Linked DNA regions of Manis javanica: region 2 is linked to region 1. The links are chromatin contacts, called in public Hi-C maps. All regions are on one chromosome and are shown on one strand. The core of a region is the stretch at or near the end of the contact, and the rest is flanking DNA. Distances in the headings are between cores, read along the strand shown.

What was found. A called contact is a pair of places that touch in the nucleus more often than the background predicts.
Region 2: a Hi-C map of blood shows a contact between it and region 1, with 7 times the contacts expected there. The contact joins the promoter of ZPR1 here to the promoter of SIK3 in region 1. A contact is called at or near these places in 2 of 2 Hi-C or Micro-C datasets (blood and fibroblasts).

What each region holds. Positions count from the first base shown.
Region 1 is chr6:146,240,909-146,243,608 of MJ_LKY, reverse strand. It overlaps SIK3 (SIK family kinase 3), which reads right to left and starts at 1,386. Exons shown (of 26, transcript XR_012132740.1): 1 at 1,087-1,386.
Region 2 is chr6:146,509,773-146,512,472 of MJ_LKY, reverse strand. It overlaps ZPR1 (ZPR1 zinc finger), which reads right to left and starts at 1,344. Exons shown (of 13, transcript XM_036992725.2): 1 at 1,122-1,344; 2 at 815-976; 3 at 365-455; 4 at 1-2. The coding sequence starts at 1,292. It overlaps APOA5 (apolipoprotein A5), which reads right to left. Exons shown (of 4, transcript XM_017654120.3): 4 at 2,385-2,700.

The sequences.
Region 1 (2,700 bases), core at 137-2,636:
AAATGGGTTATGTGGCTCCTATCAAAACCCAACGATTCCTTCTGAGGTCTTACATTCCAACAGTCCCAGTGATGAAGGCTACAGGAAAGGGCTAACCCGTATTTCCACAGGAAAAATGAATCTTCTACGTAAAATGTTATGTGTGTACATATATGGCTTCCTAATCGACCTTGGCTAATTTCACTACTACAGCTCCACAAATCCCTTGAGAACCAAAGGGCCCCGTGAGTGTGATCCCCTGGTGTCCGGGTTCCTCACACACGTCCTCGGTCACCAGGCCTTCCCCCCCACCCCGACCACCGTGAGCCCACCCTGTGTTCTATGAAGCCCACAATTCCAGACCGTCCAGCAACTAAAAATAACCAGCACTCCAGCTCTCCCAAATTGTTTAACCCCTGCTTACCTAGTGCCACCATGTGCGCCCCTTCCTGCGGAAAAGCAAAGTAATTTTCCCTCCTGATTTCCCCATTTTCTACATCGCCTCCTGCAGTCAAAATAATCTTGTCGGTCTTCGGGCTCCCATTCCCCCCGTCCCCCCGTCAGGGCCGATCCAACGCGGACCGGATCTGTCATAAGGTCCCAGGCGCCTGCTACCTCCCCGCACCCTGCGCCCACCGCACACCCCCGGGCACATCCCGGCCGGCCTTGGCCCTCTCCTGACCAGATCGCCCTTGTCTCCCCCCACCTCCTGGTGCCCATTTCCTGTGCCCCTGCCCTCCTTCCCGCAGGATTTCCTAATTGCTGGTTCCACAGTCGTCTTGGCTTACAGTCTCCTGGCTCGGCCAGAGTTCAAACCTCTCTCCACCCAGCCCCTGCGCTGCCCTCCGGGGAGCCCCCTCCCCAACCGCGGCGTCCCGGGTCCCGGAGCTCGGCGGCCCCCTCCCCTCCGCCCCGGAGTTCCCCTCTCGCGCCCCCCGCGCCGCCCCGACGGCCCCTGCCCGCTGCCCCGCGCTCCCCGACAGCCCGAGCCGCGCTCGCCGCGCCGACCCCTCGGCGCGCTGTCGCCGGTCCCTCCGGCCGCCGCCGCACTCGGACGCCAGGTCCCGGGCTGCGCACCCGCGGCCCCCAGCCCCACCGCGCCGCTACCTTGGCCTTGGTGACGAGGTGCGTGGCCCGCTTGACCACGGCGAAGTTGCCCTTGCCGATGGTGCGGTCGATCTCGTAGTAGCCGATGCGGGCAGGCACCGGCCCGCGGGAGGCCGGGGCCGGGGGACGCGGCGGGCCGGCCGCCGGGGGCACCGACGTGGGGGCGGCCGGGGGCCCCGGGGCGGGCGGAGGCAGCAGGCGGCCGGCCGGCCCGGCTCCCCCCGCCCCGGCCCCGGCAGCCCCGCCAGCTCCGCTCGCCGCCGCCGCCGCCATCTTGTTGTGCAGTGAAACCTCCCGGGCCGCGGGAGCCGGCGGGGTGGGGGGGGGAGAGGGCGGGGGGGCGGGAAAAGGAGGGGGGCGGGGGAGCTGGCGGACGTCACCCCGGGGGGCGGGGCGCCCGCGCCGCCGGGGCCCGGAGCCATGGCAACCGCGCGTCACGTGCCGACGCGCGTCATTGCCCGGAGTCATGGCAACCGTGACCTCACGGGCAGCTCGACCTTCCCGCGTGGGCCGGGTTCCCGAGGCGCGGGCTCCCGGGCGCCCCCCTCTGGGGAGGACACCGTGGGCGCCGCCAGCGCCCCCGCGCGCCCCGAGCCGCCGCCGCGCTCCCAGACGCAGAGCCGGCCCCGCCGCGTGTGGCATCGCTCAGGTGACCCCTAGTGCGCCCCCCGTCCCACTTCGGCGGTCACGCAGGCTCTCTAACGCAAAATGTTTCCTGTTCACCAAAAATACCAGCCGCGTCCCACTTTAGCCCTTGAGGCCGCAAAGGCAGGGATAGGTAACCAGGCGGGAGCGAGGCAGGGGAATTCTTCGGAAAATTCCTTCCTCTTACAAAACCCAGCTCACCGGCGCAACCAACCTAATTGTCACCCAACGGAGGGCAATGGGGAAACCAGGATCTGCGTGCTCGAGGGCGGGGGAACCAGCCCAAACAGGCATCCCAGCCACTGGCTAGGCGGGGGCCGCGGGAGGTGCCCATTCTCCTTCCTCCCACCCTGTCCCCGAACAATTCCATAGCCAGATGACTGTCAGCGCCGGCGTCCCACTTCCATCGCTTGTATAACCCTGACGAAGCAGCGGTGCACACTGCCCGCATCCCACGTCACGGTTATGTAGGCAGACGACAGTCTGTTGGGCAAAATAAGTATGTAAATAATAAAATAAAAATTCCATCCTACTGGTGACCCTCCCAAGGACATTAAAGGTGATCACACGTATAATTCCAATAATAAATCTCGTCTCCCTTTTTCTTTGCTCCTCTGTTACTTGGCATTCCACACCCTCCAGATTTCCCTTTTCCCCCCCCTTTCCTTTATTAAGTAGGTGGACCTAACCGCTTTAGTTGGGGTTGAGGAGGGAAAGGCTATCGGGCTGTCAGTGACAAGGTCTTCAGCAGGCTAGCGGGGAGGAGGGAAGACTTGCAGACACTCCGATGTGCACGTGCATCCTTCAGTCCAGTCCCCAGCCATCCACCTGCGTGTCTCAGCTGTGTTGTCAGGTCACTGCATGTACAATATTAAAAGTGGATGCCCAGGGGACTGTAGGTGTGTGAGGAGGGCGCAGTTTTACTCTCTCTGACCAAAAGATATATACTTGCACTCTAATTCCCCATCT
Region 2 (2,700 bases), core at 95-2,594, 270 kb before region 1:
AGCTGGTGAATAAGAAGACGGGTGAGTTTTGGCTCTGCTATCAAGTGCCTGTACGATCCTGAGCAATTCACTTGAACTCTCTGGGCCTTAGTTTCATTTGTAAAAGGAGGAGGCAGGCAGGGAACAAGATTCCATTCATCTCTAGTAACAGCGATGCTAAAATTCTGTTACATGCACATTGCCCTCTTACTATCACCATCTATGACCGCAAGCTTTCTGCTTATGCTAAACCAATGAAGAGCACAAAAGCTACATGGCCAAACCCATAATCAAGCCACTAGACCTGGAACCGGGGACTGTGCAAGTAAATTAGTAAGATTCCAGCAGGGCATGAAAAGCCCAACTACCCTGATCTTAAACTTACCTCCCTTCTGGCTGAAGGCAGGAATTTCAAAATCCAGCTCTGGGATCCTTGTGGTGGCAGAGTCAGTCTTCACTACTTCTCTGTTCATATCCTGGGCAGAAAGAAAAACTCAGCCAGAAGGGTCCACAGTACATCCTACCGTCAGGAAGCAACAGACTGTTCCCCTGCATCAGACCCCAACCCAGAGGGTTCCAGTCTCCACTCCAGGGGCTCAGACGACCCCTGCGGAACAGTCCCGTGCTAGGAGCCAGGCTGCGGGAATGACAGCACTACGCATAACAACTGCTGCTAATCTGAGGCCCTCTGACAAAGAGATGACAGCGCCAGCCCCATTTCCCAAAAGGGGGGAAGTGGGCTTAGACACGAAGGCCCCTCCGCAGGGACCAGAGCTGGGACTCAAACCCCAAGCCTTCCGTGCGACGCTGCGGAACCGGCCCCGGCTCCTCTCACCTCCTGGGCCCTGACGGCCAGGGTGTAGCGCACTCCCTGGTCCTGGATCCTGCCTGCCGACTGGATCTCCGTGTTGCTCCAGCCGCAGTGCTCGCAGGAAAAGGAGCTCACGATTATTTCTCGGAAGAAGGGGATCTTGGTGAGCAGCAGGCGTGTCATTCCCTGGGAGGCAGAAAGGCGCTAAGGAGAGAACCGATGGAACCGCACTTCCCAGTGACTGACCGCGGGCCGCCCGGTAGCCCGGCCCGCGCCCACCCGGCCGGCCGCAGCTCAGTCCCCCGCCGCCCGCGCCCGCGCCCCGCCTCACGTTGCGGAAACAGTTCATGCACAGCGACTCGATCTCGGTGGGCTGCTGCTCGTCGTCCTCGGCGCTGATAGGCCGGAACAAGTGCCCCGGGGCGGAGGCCCGGGCAGGGGTGGGCGAGGGGGCAACAGCAGCTCCCGGGGGGCCGGGCTCCACTGCCCCGCCAGCCGACATCGCGACCACGTGCGGAGAGGGCCCCACTTCCGGCTTCCGCTCCTCTGTGGACCCACCTCTTCCGTCACTTACGCCACTGTTCCCCGCCCCCTCTTAAAGAGGCCGCAAACCTGGGCCCTCGGAACCTTCTCTGACAAGTCTTCCAGGTTACAGGGAATACACGGTCCAGACTTTCACAGACAGTCGGCTTCAGGCTTTGCCTCCACCTCAACGTAGGTGTCACTGAGACAGGGACCGTGGGTGTAGTCAGTGTAGGGTGAGGGACTCCGGGAAAAGCAAGGCAGGATATTTACAGTCAGAGTAATGTAACTATATGCAAGGAAACCCCCTACCAAAACGCTGTGTTAAACATTAAGCTCTAGAGTCATTCTTCGCTGAGATCAATTGATACTCCCCAGATAAAGGAAAGTAGCCCATGTTTTTATTATGCTATTCGTTTGTAATCATGTGTAAGATTCACTTTAACGTGCTAAAAAGGGACTTAATGTCTCATCAAGGGCAAACATCCTAAGACCACTTTTAACAAGTCCACACCCTAAGGCCTTTATCGGTTCCCAAAGATCCTCAACTGCCCATAAATCCCCTAGACAACACACCACCCCAGGCTCTCTTGTCCACTCACAGTGTGAGCCAGGATCTCTGTCCTCATTGTATCTCTCAATAAAAGCCTCTCCCTGGCTCTCCTACCTTGGGTGTTTGCTAAGTCCATTCTTCGACTCTGCAAACAAGGACCCCAGCGTCATCACTTCTCAGATCCAGGGCAGTTTTCTGCTCCTTAGCAATAGCTACACTGCACAGAGTTCTAACCACTAGTCCGTAGGTCTGACTACAAGAGCTTGAGACAAGGCGCCTCGTTTGCCCCTGTTGTCCCCCAGGAGATGCGCTCCAACCTGGGCTTGCTTCCAGGCCCACCCCTAGGCATGACAGACAGCTGTCATCTAAAGCAGAGCCCAGCTACCCCAGATCCTTCTGACAGACCTGGACAATGAGGAAGACCAGCAAGGGATTGGGGTGGGTGATGGGTGTGCATTTGGGATAGTGGTGAGGCCACTGCTTTCAGACATGCTCCAAATGAGAATCACAGCAGGCAAATAAGCTTCCATCATAAGCATATATTTCTTCTGAGTCAGAAGTCTAGACTTCAGCCTGGGAATCAGGAGGGAAGAGCTGGAGATGGGGAGAGCACACAGATACTTCAGAGGGTCTAAGAAACCCCCACAGTTTGAAGGGCTTGGTCAGCTGTTTAGATGTAAAGCTATGCAAGAAGAAAATGGGCTCTGCTCCCTCTCATCACACCCCCACCATTTGTACCCATCAGCATCAGAGCCAGGAGATATATAAACACACACACATCATATGCTCTCCTCATCATATTTTCCACCTTTCTCCCTTCTCTTCCCCCAACAGA